Linked DNA regions of Gasterosteus aculeatus: region 2 is linked to region 1. Evidence: chromatin contacts called from public Hi-C data. All regions are on one chromosome and are shown on one strand. Each heading gives the region's core, a stretch centred on a gene start, on an enhancer-like site or on the middle of the called end of the contact. The rest is flanking DNA. Distances are from core to core; before and after follow the strand shown.

What was found. Hi-C and Micro-C count contacts between places; a contact is called where the count stands out from the background.
Region 2: a contact with region 1 is called in a Hi-C map of skeletal muscle, with 2.3 times the contacts expected there. The contact joins the enhancer-like site here to the promoter of LOC120834822 in region 1. A contact is called at or near these places in 4 of 6 Hi-C or Micro-C datasets (skeletal muscle, tail fin and whole body).

The regions. Positions count from the first base shown.
Region 1 is chr17:20,274,896-20,281,559 of fGasAcu3.hap1.1, forward strand. It overlaps LOC120834822 (band 4.1-like protein 1), which reads left to right and starts at 1,604. Exons shown (of 22, transcript XM_078091701.1): 1 at 1,604-2,094.
Region 2 is chr17:20,319,620-20,326,667 of fGasAcu3.hap1.1, forward strand. LOC120834822 (band 4.1-like protein 1) reads left to right here. Exons shown (of 22, transcript XM_078091701.1): 18 at 973-1,032; 19 at 1,112-1,207; 20 at 1,479-1,559; 21 at 1,648-1,764; 22 at 1,973-4,118. The coding sequence ends at 1,978. It overlaps cntn4 (contactin 4), which reads right to left. Exons shown (of 23, transcript XM_040204296.2): 23 at 5,378-7,048. Among protein-coding and RNA genes, the nearest start is that of LOC120834822, 47 kb to the left of the region's middle. Within about 2 kb of position 3,587, at least 3 of the 9 cell types and tissues checked have open chromatin away from gene starts, as enhancers often do.

The DNA of each region.
Region 1 (6,664 bases), core at 354-2,853:
CCCTTTTTAATCAGCCTCTTTGGTGACTAGATGTTCCGCTTTGTTCATCAGCTGGCCGCATCCTTTGCCTGGATGTTTTTTTGTTGGTTTATGAGAGATGTGGATGCTTAAAGCTGAAAGGCACTGAAATAACCTGGGTGACAAAAAAGCAATTTATTGAGAGACCCAAAACTATCCAATCAAAAAAAAACTGGGGGGTCGGGAACATTCCTCAGCAATTTTACTCCATATTGACATGATAGCGTCGACAGATGTGGATGTATCCATGCTTTCCACATTCTGACCCCACCGCCTGGATGCTGCAGCTGAAATCAACACCCATCAGACCAGGCAACGTTTTTCTAATCTTTTGTTGTCCATTTTTGGTGAGCCCGTGTGAATTGTAGCCTCAGTTTCCTGCTGACAGGAGTGGCCCCTGGTGTGATCTTCTGATCTTCTGTAGCCCGTCTTCTCCAGGGATCCACGTGTTACGCGTTCAGAGACGGTTGCGTGGATCAGCAGTTAGTTTGTGACATACAGACCAGAACTTCAGCAAGTTGTCTTGACCACGTCTACGCGCCTGTACGCATTGAGTTGCGGCCGTGTGATTGGCTGATTAGTGTTAATAAGCAATTGTTAGTGTACCTAATAATAAAGCGTCTGATCTTATATGATCGAGGCGTCAGAAATGGGAGTCAAATGGGAGTTTTTAACAAAATGTCACAGATTTACGACTGCTGAGGGTAAACATGAACATTTTGTATAATACCTCCTTTATATGATGTCAAAAATTCAAACTGAAAATAGTGACGGTGAAAAAATTGGGTTTTAACAAAGAGACCAGAGAGCAGAAGATAATAAGTGTGGAAAACATTCTACACAATGCCCTGTGGCTCTGGAAGGCAAATGCACATTCGATCATTGCATAATGGAAGAGACAAAACTAAATATCTGTGGTTCTGCTGCAGCAGATTTGATCGTACTGTCGATGTTGTTTTCAAAGCTGTCCATGTGTCACAGTAATGAAATGCCAAATCAATGAAGATGCCACTTGACTCAATAGTTTAATGGTATATTTAATCACTGATAGATTTGCAGTGAGCACAAACCAGCCGACGCACATTAAACCTGCAGCAGTGCCGACCTGGGATTAATGGCCTTTGCTTGTTAATCCAGCATTAATGGCACTAGACTGGATAAATAAAACCACATGGGCTTGTAATGAGTTTGAATGTTGTGTATATGGCCTAACATTACTGTAAATACTGTACATTAGTAATACAGCCGTCTTAGTGTATCACTGTAGTCCGAGCTTTAGAAAGGGACTGACAGTGATTAAACTCAGCAACAGCAACCCTCTAATCAGTTAATCAGTGGTTTACATTACGTCAAACAGCAGGCTTTTCAAAATAAAACATTTACCACACACGCACTACGGGACACGATACCTCTCTATTACTGCTTTTTCTCCTTTTGTGCCGACAAAAAGAATACAAATACAACACAACAGCGACTGTGTAGCGAAGGGTGATTGTGACAGAAACCCGGATGCTTTTCTTTTCCAAACTGCTTCATCCAGAGCAAGAAAGAGAGTCCACATACTTGAACGGCGTGAACGTGAAACATCAGCCGCTGGCACGTGAACGCGGCGTGACGTCATCAGCGCCGGCGTGTTCCTGCGCGTTTCTTCTACCGGAGCACTTGTTGACCGACGTGGAACGCGCTTGGTTTTTATTTATTTACTCCTTTTGCGGGAAAAGACCCCCTCGTCTCTCTTCTTCACGCCCCCCCCCCCCCCCCACGCCGTTACGCGTGCGCGCGCGCGCGTGTCCCTGCGCCCTCCCCTCCTCGCCCGTGCGCCTCCCTCACTGCATCCGACAGCGTCCCTCCCTCTTTCTCTCCTCCTCCTCCTCCTTGTCCTTCTCTCATTAGGCTTCTCCACCGGCAGAACACCGACAAGCTCCAGGCCCCCCCTCCCCCCGCCCCCCCACCGCCCGCCCGCCCGGTCGGTCCCCCTCCCGTGACCGGAGAACAAACGCGGAGCAGCCGAGAGAGCAGGATTCACCTGCGCACCCCATCCATGGTCCTCCCCTGGATGTCCGCCTGCCAGGAAGGGTATGTTGGAATATTATTACCCCCCCTCTCCCCTCTCCCCCCCCCGCTGGTTGGCTCGATGTCGTCTAAAGCCCGGGCTTTAACGTTTCCCTTCCCCTCCCTCCATGATGACGGGTTTCTGCTGCATATTCTCTGTGTTTGTGTGCGATTGCGCGTCGCCGCTGCGGTGGGAACAACAATAAACGCGTTCATGTGTCCATGTTAGAGCCGCGCGTGGACTTTGCCCGCGGGGTTCCGTCTCCGAGTTGTTGGGTCCTTCTGTGCGCACTTACTGGTCCAGTGTTGACAAACCAACCGGGCTGCTGAATTACACCCCCCCCCCCCCCCCCCATCACCCCCCTCACCCCATCAGCACCACCACTACGCCAGGATCAGCCGCTCCGCAGACCACGTGATGCTCTAACAGCTTATTTTAGAAAATAGAAACGAAAAAAAAAGGGGAAAAGTTGCTCTGTTTGTGTCTCAACGTCTCAGGACCAACTGGATCCCCTTTGAAGTCTGTGGGCGACACACCCACCTCTAATTATGCAACAGCCGACAGATGCACACTGAGACACACACACACACACACACACACACACACAGTCGGTGCTGCCATCGTCACACCGTCTCTTGCAAACACCACCCCGGTTCGCCCACACCAACTGAAACTAAACGTGTAGTCTGGTGGACGGTCTTCGCCTGTCCTCCGGCGTGGACATTTGTGGAGACGTCGCGCCCTTGGACCCTCGGACCAGAAGCCGCTCCAATGCTTTTTACCAGTGCAAAGGGGTCGTGGGGGGGCTTGACTCCACGGGGGATGGACTCGACGGTTGGAGCGCCCCCCCCCCCGCCGTCCCCCCCCCTAACTATTTCTCTGCCTATTACATTGAGTCGTTTAGTCAGTTCTGACAATCCTTGGCAGTTCCAGTTCGTCCTGTCGGCCCCCAGTGTCCCTGCACCGGGGGGGGGGGACCACAACTCTTTGGTCACGTTCTTCCTCCGGGGGCCTCACGTGCACTCAGCCGGCAGCCCTGGTAGTAACTCTGCCGGCCAGCTGATCCCCCCCCCGGAGCCATTTCCTCAACCCAGCGGCGGCTGCGACCAACCCGCCTCATCGATTGTGTGTGGCGGTTTCCTTTGGTTGGTGTTGACGTTGTACAACAGTGTCTCGCTGCTTGTGTGCACACGTTTTTGTTTGTGCGTGTGTGCAGAGGCCCGGGGGCTCATGCTGCTTACCACCATTTGCAATTCAAAACGAGCGATGAGGCATCCAGCGAGGCCGAATCCGCCCCCCCAACCCCTCCCCCCATTGGAGACGAGTCATCGCTCGCGAGTTAACTCGGCCTTTTTTCTTCCGGACTCCTCTGTGGGGAAAAAGAGATCAGTTCCGTGGCCGCGGTGCATGAAGTGAGTGGGGGGGGGGGGGCACTTTACCTGAGTCATGGTTTATGCTGTAGCTCCTCGCACATGGAGCCACAGCAGGAATGTGTGGGGGTCACCCTGATGTTTTCATCGAGGACACGTGTGTGTGTGTGTGTGTGTGTTGTGCTTGTCATTGCTTTTGGCCCAGCTGGCTGCTCATTGGCTCGCCACGTTTTCTGTACACACACACACACACACACAGTGATTATTCGGACGGACCCGCCTGGGGTCAGGGTCAAGGGCCCAAAGTGCGTGGGGACCGACGGGCCTCCAACCAGCAAAACGTCCCCTACAGACTTGAAACGACCACAAAGATGCACACGGCTGCAGAGGGGCACGAGGGGGCCGAAAGATCTGCAAAGAGATTTAGACACAAAGCAACTGCACGGCGTCACAACGCGATGATAAAAGAGCCTTTTGAATGCGTCAGCCTCCAATTTCAACCCTCTCATATTATTATTATTATTTATGACACATCGTGTCATTGGCTCTCCATGATGTTGTTTTTAAGTATAATGGAATGCAGCATCATTCAAGTTCCGGACCCAACCTCAAGGGGCCGAGGTCGACACAGTCGAGTATCTCCACATAACGCATCACCCCGACATCCAACTCTGTGAATTAGGCTTTTATTTTGACCAAATCTGAATTTCTTATTGTTGTTACAGTTGAAGGACCACAGAAGAGGTTTTATTTAGTGTTTAGTCTTACTGCTGCAGTCGCTTTGACAGAAGCATATTGATTTGAATGTTTCCGACAGATTAAAATAATTACCCAAATCCTTGTCGATTTTGGCACCGAGGGGAAAGGCGTCTGTAACCTTTTCCCGTGAAAGGAAAAAGCCGGATGTCAGTGGGTTCTCATTGTCCACGGGGAACCATACACATGGGTGATAATAAAAAGTCAAGGCTCAACTGCGCTGACCTTTAGTCGCCAGTACTTCTCCATAGCATTTGTCAAACCCTCCCGGTCTAAATGCCAATCACCACACAAACCGCGTTTACACAGCGTGCGCCGACATCGATGCCCGATGACTGACGAGCAACACTGTGTCACTGAGTGATCTGCAGCTCGCCGTTCGTTCCCCTGTCATAAGGGCTTTTTACTTACTTCAGCTTTGGAATAATCAAAAGAAGTGACATTACGGCGGCTGAAGGCTGGATTCAGACCTGAACATGGAAGGCTCCTTTTGGGCTCCACGGTTCCTCCGCAGCACCGTGGCTGTGCGTCTGCTCGTGGGCTTCATAGTTTTCACGATGTGTTGCCTTCCTCAGGTTGCGTCATCCTGTCTGGCTGAGCAAAGAGGGGCTCTTTCATGCCACGAGGCAGCTCCTTCTCCCGATGCTCCTTCCCCACCTTCAGCTCCTCCGATGGGAAGCGTTACTTTGTCCTTCTGAAGGGGAGGCAGGGAGCTTTACAGCGGCTCAGCTTGCCTTAGCCTGATGATTACAGTGAGTCAGCAGTTTCCCCCCCCCCTCCCTCCCTCCCTCCCTCCCCCGTCTTTCGCATACCTCACTCGTCTCCCTCGCCCCCTCTCGACCGCAGCCTCCTTTGAACAAATCCCCATTGCCTCTAAAGGATGAGACTCGTTGTGTTGTTTTGTGGCTTCGGTCTGATTCTCTCTTTTCTGGCCTCCCCACAGTTACACGTATCAGCCAAAGTCAACAAGGAAGGAGAACAGTTGTCACTTCTTTTTTAGGGCCGTTTATTCCGCCGTCCTCTTTGTCTGTCGAGGAAAACTTTAGCTTCTCCAGCTTCGTTGGCTCCTTCCCACAAAACGAGCCAGCGGCCATTGTTTTCTTCGGGGGCCACTTTGCACTTGGCAATCATACATTTCCGCCTTTTGCACTCGGCAGTCGTGGAGGAAAGCTAATTGCGCCGCGGAGCCGTCCATCTCTCCCCGATGATTAGAGGGCGTGATCGCCTCACGCGGCGCAGAGAGCGGGCGAACGGTGGAGGAGCGGCGTGCGCAGGAGGTCGCTTGTAGTGCAAAGTATTTGTAAATGCATAAAAGGAGCCCTAAAAAGAGGATTAGAGAGGGATTAAAGTCCCCCCCCCACAAACTCACAATCGGGCCATGCATGCGGCTGCTGCTGAGGGAAATTGAGTTGATTTGCACACATGAGGCTGCAGGTGTTACGGTTCGTCCTCTGAGGACGACGTTCCCGTGGTAACGGGACTGTGATTAAAAATACATTCTGGTCGAGATCCGCTGCTCCGCTGAGGAAGTCGGGTGAACTTTGACCTCTGGCGTACGCCTTCGGCCGCTAATGGTAAAGGCGGTTCTGCACCGAAACGGCCAGGTGAGCAGGTGGGTGGAGCCTGCAGGTAGACTCTGTGTCAGCTCGCTTCTCTGCAGCAGCACCGCCTGTGGCTCCTAAACCGGTCCGACAGGTTGGAGGGCAGATCCAGGCAGAGCTCGCTGAGGACGAGCGCCCTGTGTTTCCCAGCCCAGGGAAGTATCGGCTGTACACAATGCGCACACACACGCTTGTTGTTCACCTGTTCCTGCCTTTTTCTGGCCTCTGCTCCCAAAGTGGCACGATAACATGTGTAACTATTTGGAACTAAAAGTCCTTAAAGTCTGAATAATACGCGGCAGGAAAAAATACGATGAACAAACGTAGCTTGTACCCTCTCTCCCTCTACACGCAGCATCGCACGGCTTCAAAACTAGTAAAAAAGCACACCTATTGGACGTATCAGCCCGTAACAGGCAGTGCTACGATCCTGTGATATGATGAACAATATGAACCCCAAACTCAAACGCAAATGGATAAATTGCTGGATCGCTTTTCAGGATTGCAGGTGATTTGATTTGGGCCAATCGACTAATCCATTAAGCAGCAGTTACAGTAGATATGAGGTGGAACATTAGATGGATTGAAAAGGCTTTTAAAATGTAATGGTGGAAGTTCTTCTTACAGACTGTTAAACAGAGCCGTTTTTCTCAAACTCGTTGTCTTTCTTGCGTTGTGGATATTTGGCACAGAGTCAAGATGGCGACAGGAACAGTTCTTTCTATTGGGTTTCTATGCAACAATAAGAAAGAGTAGAAAGAGTAGTATTTCTCCAGAAACGTCCCCCAATACTACACCATAATGACTATATCCAAAATAAGATGTGAGAAACATTATGAATCCAATGCAAAGCATTGTGGGTAATG
Region 2 (7,048 bases), core at 2,337-4,836, 47 kb after region 1:
TTTCTGAAGGACAACGTAACACTAAAGCAGTAAAAATGGCTCCTTCTGAACTCACTTCAGGCCTTTTGCTGTTGCTGTGAAGCCTCACTTTGTCCGAACAACTCGTCTCATGTGTTGCAACATTAAGCACAACATTATTTGACAAAATTCTTTATTTGTATATTTTCTTATATTTATTTTTATGATACAGATTTCCCCTTCTTATTCTGGCGTGTTTGCAAACTGTGCCACCGATTATTACCGCCGTCCGCTCCATGTTTCAGCGTGTCGATCAGTAAAGTACTAAAAACGCATTCGGATGCTCCTTCTCTCACACACTGACTGACTGACTAATGAGCTGCTCGCTGAGCCGCCACGTGGGCTGCAGCGCCGCTTATTTAGGATTACAATTACACGCGGGCTTCCCCCCCCCAACGACACAGTGTGTAAAAAGGAAAAGAAAGTAAAAGGAGTAAACTCAGAGTGTTTTACCACAATGCGGTTTAACCCTAATGAGAAGAAAAACAGTTGAATTTACCATCCTCATCAATCAATGTCACACAGTGTCATGTTTCTATCCGTACGAATACACAGTGACGCTATGTGTACATACGAACTGTGGGAAGAATATTTCGAGACAATTATTATGTGAAATGGATTTGGGATTTTGTGCCTTTTGAAGAGGTACTAATCAATAGTTTTATCGCCTAAAAAATGATCAGATATCGATGTGTATCTGTCGCTTGCTTGCAGTGAAATCCGCTCTGCGTAGCATCTTCTGGTGTATTGTTAAGGGGTGAAATAAGACTTACTCTTGAGGGACCAGGGACATGATTCCAGGTGAAAGTCATGCTGTCATGTTTGCCACTTGTATTGTTCTGTGTGGATCAGTAATAACTGACTGCTGATGTTTGTCGTCTCCTGCAGTGAATTCTTCCATTCAGCTGCACTTTCTAGGTGGAAGTTAATAAAGAGCATTCTTCTCTCCTGCAGAACTTCAGAGTTGTCGGCCCACGTGAAGCTCCGGCTGTCCTTAAAGAAAACGGCTCCCCTGTAAGTATGTTTACAGAGGAAGCACATCAATGTGTGCGTCTGTGTGTGTGTGTGTGACTGTAACACAACTGTGCTGTAGGTAAAGGCCGGATCCCAGGGGAGGGATTCTGTCGTGTCCCCGCTGACCATCACCGCTGACAGCGTCACCTCAGCAACCACAACTCAAGTTACCAAGGTAACACCTCATCTGTTGCCATGGTGACAGTTTAACTGGGGCCCGGACGGATGAATAGGTTTCATTCCTCGTTGTCGACATGCTGGGATCAATAAACTGATATAAATCCTGTTTTATTCATCGGTCTATGAATGATGACACAATAAAATGTACTATTCTTCACATTAATAAGTGACTACTGGAAATACACAACAATGACCTATGACTACTTCTTTTGTCTTCTGTAAACTGACATCGACAGTCACTGAATTCCCTTTTTCGTCTGCTGCAGACGGTGAAAGGAGGCTTCTCAGAGACCAGAATCGAGAAGAGGATCATAATCACAGGAGACGAGGATGTGGACCAACATCAGGTGAGAAGGACGAGACCCGCAACACTTCCACACATTGTTCTATATCTGCAAGAAGGGCACACGCGCTGACGCCTCGTGTCCCTCCCAGGCGCTCGCCATGGCGATCCAAGAGGCCAAACAGCAGCACCCCGACATGCTGGTGACAAAAGCCGTGGTCATCAGGGAAAGCGAGTCTCCGACGGAGGAGCTGCAGCAGCAGGCAGAGGTGTGCGACGTCTGATCCATTATTTAACGCTCTAGCAGGCGCCGGGCCAAAATCATTTAAAAGGTCAAAGTATAGTAAGTTCTAAAATGTCACAGTGTAGAAGGTCATGAACATGTCACAGTATATTAAGTCGTCTGACATGGAGATAATAAACATGTTATGGTGCAGTTTCATGACTCATCTGTGATGCTGTTTGTCTCTTCTGCAGTCCTGATCGGCCGTGGTGGCTGCTGAGACGAGGGAGGGGGGCGGGAGAGCATCCAACAGACGAGCGCCTTCCGGTCTGCCCCCCCCCCCCCCCCCCCCCCCCCCCTCTCCCGCAGTACGCCCCCCCCCCCAAGACTCTCTGTGAAAACACTGGAACAAGAACGGACTCACTTCCATGAAGCAGTAGACCTCCACAACCAGCTCTGACTCTCGCCCAACCCCCCCCTCCCACACACACACACACACACACACACACACATCTGTCCTGGGCCCATTGGGTCAGGTGGTCTGAATCCCTCCCCGTAAGGGTCCTGGATGAACAAGGTATAAGAGTGGGGGGGGTTAAATGAACAGCGCCAAGCGGCCTCTCGCTCGATGCCGCCTCCTCCTGACTGCAGCTTCAGTAAAATCCACAGCTGTCTTATAAGCTTTTTACATTTTTATCTATAGAGGATCTAATTTATGTGCAGTGTTTGCTTGTTTATGTATAATGTCAGATAATCTGCATGATGAGATAGATACAAAATAGCAGCGGGAGTGCAAAATATGAATAAATACACAAAGGCATCCATATATGTATATATATATATATATTATGGGTCTGAGCCCCTACAGACCGCTGGGGGGGGGGTCCACTGAGGAAGGACAGCCGGGACTCGTCCGGTTCGCCCTCACCGTTTTTTTATTTTCACGTCAACGTTGAGGAAATGCTGGTCACTGGTTTCGGGCGCCGTCGTACGACGTTGAGAGATATTTTAATATGAATAATGTTTTATTTGAAAGCTTTTCAGAAATGTGATGATTTGACTGACTGCCGTCATGGAGACTGTTTGCTTTCCTCTTCACTTTGACGCGGTCGAGCTGGAAGATTAAGTTAATCAGAGCGAACTCCAAACCAGAGAAGTGGTGCTGCAGGACGCATGCGCACACTTCCCTTTGGGGGGGGGGGGCAAACCCTTCAGTCGTTTCTTTAGTTCTTGTGCCCCTGATATGTTCGTTCATCATTTGAAATATTTTTGTGGTATGAGAGTTATTAATTCGGGCGGCAAAACTACAACTTTTAAGTTTGTGCACGTTCACGAGCATTATCCTAACGTGGTTTTTTTTTTTTTCATTCTGTCGAACTGTATTTATAGGAGTGGTGAATGTGAGGCCTGTGCCCCCCCCCTCCCTCCCCTAGTGTCACCAGGATGACCTTTAATGATATACTATGCATCACTTAATCACCCATAGACCCCCCTGTGATGGAGCTTGACCCTCGCTGGTGACCTTTCGCTGCTGTTAGCCGGAGGCGGAGCATCTCACTCATCGCTGTAAAAAGAAACAAGGAGAAATTGCAATAAGCAGCCATCGCTCGCGTCACCTGTCCTCTAAAAGGAGAAAACTGTGAACTGTAACGCAGAGGCGGTACGCAAAAGGAAGCTTGGAAGTGTCGCCCCCTGCTGTTGATGCGTCGGAGGAAATTCATTTGTTTTTAGTTTTTTTTTCTTCCTTGTTTTCTGACACTGGACTGTTGTGGAGGCACCTCGCTGATGACTGCAGCACGTACGTACACTGTAAAGCTGTTTGAAACGGACTCACCACTGATGGGAGACAGACGAGGGGAGAGATGGAGGGAGGAGGGGCCTCCATCCACATGCACATGCACACATACGGTATATATGCACACTTCTGTGTGGTGCCCATGTAGACTTTGAGCCCGTGGGTGTAAAACCAGCGTCTCATGAGTGGGTGCCTTATGTTCGGAGTGGTGCTGACGAGAGCAGCAGCCGGCGTTATCACAGCTCAGCCGTCAATCATCCCCGAGGCGGACGTGGAAACGACCCCCCCCCCCTCAGTCGGAGGGCGAACCGGAGCTGGTCTTACAAAGCGAATTACTCGCTTGGACCAGGACGGGACATTGAGGGACCCTTTGGGTCCTCAGCGACATGACAATATTTATTGGCCCCATTAACGTGGACAATCCAGATGAGTTCCCATTATGGGTTTTAGGTTGTTTTATGTTCTTTTTTTCCTGAAGAGCATTGAGCTGCGCTGCCTTCTTGCTCTACATCCCCCTCGTGCTTGGTGGTGTGTATTTGCTGTATTTGCATTCAGTCTAAATGGAAAACCTACATGCATAAATAAATGTCTCAGTATGATTCAAACACTGTGTCTGACTCCACTGAAGAGGGGAAGGGGACCAGTTGTCTAATAGTGGACTGTGGGGAAACAAATTCTTTGTCTACTTCATTAAATGACTTTCATCCATCAGCAGTTCGTCATGTGATTAATTGTAGTTTTTTTGTGTGAGAAGTGGAGGCTGCCGTTGACGCCTTGTTCTTCACTGCCATCTCCTGGCCTCCATCAGCACAACGATGCTGGCAGCAGGTTTGAAGAAGTTATTTATATGCTGTTAGCGCCATCTAGTGCGCTAAACGGTCTGATACACGATTGCACTTGATGCCTTTTTGTCCACTTTTTTTAACAACGCAATCCTTTTATGTGGAAAAAAGTAATAGTATATAACGTCCAAATAAGTCAAAGCCAAACAGAGTAATACCATTTCTAAAAGTCAACAAATACCTGTAGTTTATAAGTTGAAGAAAGACACGGAACTGAATTAAATGAACAATGTATATTATGTAAAAAATAAAAAATATATATAAAATAATCGTATAATCTGTCATAAAAAATTGAAAAATAGTATGGGGAAGAAAATAAGACATTCATAGTAGAGCCTGTCAAATAGAAGACAAACTCTGCTATGACTGTCTATAGTATATTGAAATAAATGTCAGCATACATTGCTGTTATTAGTATTAGTTATTAGTATTAGGGTAAATCATACTATGGTATTTTCACGGTTATGGCGTAAAGATCTACAATTGTCACCTGATACACCGGTGACACATCAAGATATGAAGAAGAGATTCCAGCCTCATAGTTATGACTCTTTTATGTCTTCTTTCGTATATATACATGTAGAATATACTGTGGACTTTATTATAGAAATACTACACCTTGACTTTTTCATGACATTGTTGTCTACGTTGTGATTGACAGGTTATAATTATTATGTAACCCTTTCACAGTTTGTTATCAGATCGTAATTTGAACCTTTTGGTCGGCCAAAAATGTATCATTCAACATTTATTTGTAAGTCAACCGTCTTGTTTCACTTCAGAAACGTGAGTGTGGACTCCCTTGTTATTGGAACGGGACCCAAAGTTTTAATCTGTAGCTCTTGGCAGTTTTAATTGGAGCCGTGCTTTGTTAAATCCCCGGAGTATCCCTTCAGTAAACTGTAACTCTACATCCACGTGTTTCATTTGTTTAATTGTAATGTGAACAAGTAGAGAAGAACATACTCCCATATGTTGGTCCCGTGATGTAGTGACGGATTGACCCACAGAGCTTGACATTGTTCTATAAATCAATAATCTTTATTAACACAGTATAAACAACAAACAGCAACAGAGGGAAGCCTCACGTAAAGTGTGTATGGACACCTCGGAGGGGCTGACTGAGACGGGGGGCTCATCATGGTTCAGATACATATAGTTTACACTAAATGATCAGATGCATGAGCCGTGCACGTTGCCAAAGCAAATCGGTCGACTTGCAGATGGACAGAAGAGAAGACAAAGGAATAATCATGCTGAGCAACAGTTAGCTACAGTATGAAACAGTTATTACACAAAAACAAAGTAAATCATCTCTTTAGAAAGGGATTTTTTTATATAAATGATTTGAAGTGTACAAAACAGTATATTACACATTTCTTGATGGATGATTCTGAGCGAGACTCAGTAGCCTACAGCACACTTCCCTTCAAAGTACAAACTACTTAACCGGATTACACGCTACATACAGACTGCGCGGCGCCTCGGCGGCACGGCAGCCCCTCGCGGCCTCAGGAGACTACGGGGAAAGGAAAGGATCAGCAGCATTGTCTTTAAATAAGAACACACACCTATAAAATGCACCAGGCCTCATATATTGCCAATATCCCATGCGAAATATCCGAATGCCATTCAGACGATTCTCGTTCCTCCCACCCGATCCCCACAAACAGACATGTAAACATCCCCGCGGCTGCTTCGCTGTTCAGTGCTCCTAATGGTTTTTCATACACACATGAGAAGTTAAGGCTCTTTAAGGACCTGAGGATTTTGAACGTATGATGAGGCACACGGAAGGCAAAGAATAGCTCTAAACACGGCGCTAACTGAAAGGGGGAGGAGCATGAGACAGCCACAAGCGTCCCGTCACCGGCTATCAATGGCCTCTAAAGCAGCAGTTACTGGTAGCGAGCTTTCATGCGGACGCCTCTAAGGACACCGTCGACTTTTTGGGAGTTCTTGGCCACCTTCTCTGATAGGACTGGCACCAAAAAACACGACGCTTGCGATGCGTTAGCATCCAGCGTGATAAAAGGTCTGACTGCTGCAACCATTGCATCCGTACACGGAGACATCCCGCCTCCTGTCATGGATGGTATTTCCATCCAAGCTCCAAAGATGCTTCAGCATTCTTTTGTTGTGAGAGCAGTGGAAGTGTCTGTCAACGCGTTACAAACTAAATGCATTCCTCTGCGGCAGCGCGGCATGGGGACATTTGGAAGGCCCCACTAAGTGGGCTTTGGGTGAAAGCTACTTTGTATTTAGTCGGCGCACTGCAAAGGGCCTGTGTATCCGTCCTCCATGCAGGAGAACCCAGATACCTACAGAAGAGTACTATTGGTATGCTTTTGCTTTATGCGAGGTGCGATTGGACCGATACTGCGGCAGCTACACCCGATTTATAGGCTCCGCTGCCACGATGACACTCAAACTATTTGAAAAGGATGATACAAGTAAATAAGGTGGTGGAGGCAATTTTACAAAACAATGCTTCTATTCACATGATGGGTATTGAATTCATTAGGTAAATAAATAATAAAGTGCTGTTGGCATCTGTGTCATTTGAAGAGTGCTACTTTTGCTACCTCATTGTTGTTATTTAGCGCTAACGCGTTAGCGTGGTGGTTGAGCATCAGCGTGGGCTGTAGGGGGATTTGAATCCTCTAATTTAAATGACCAATTTTGACAAACAC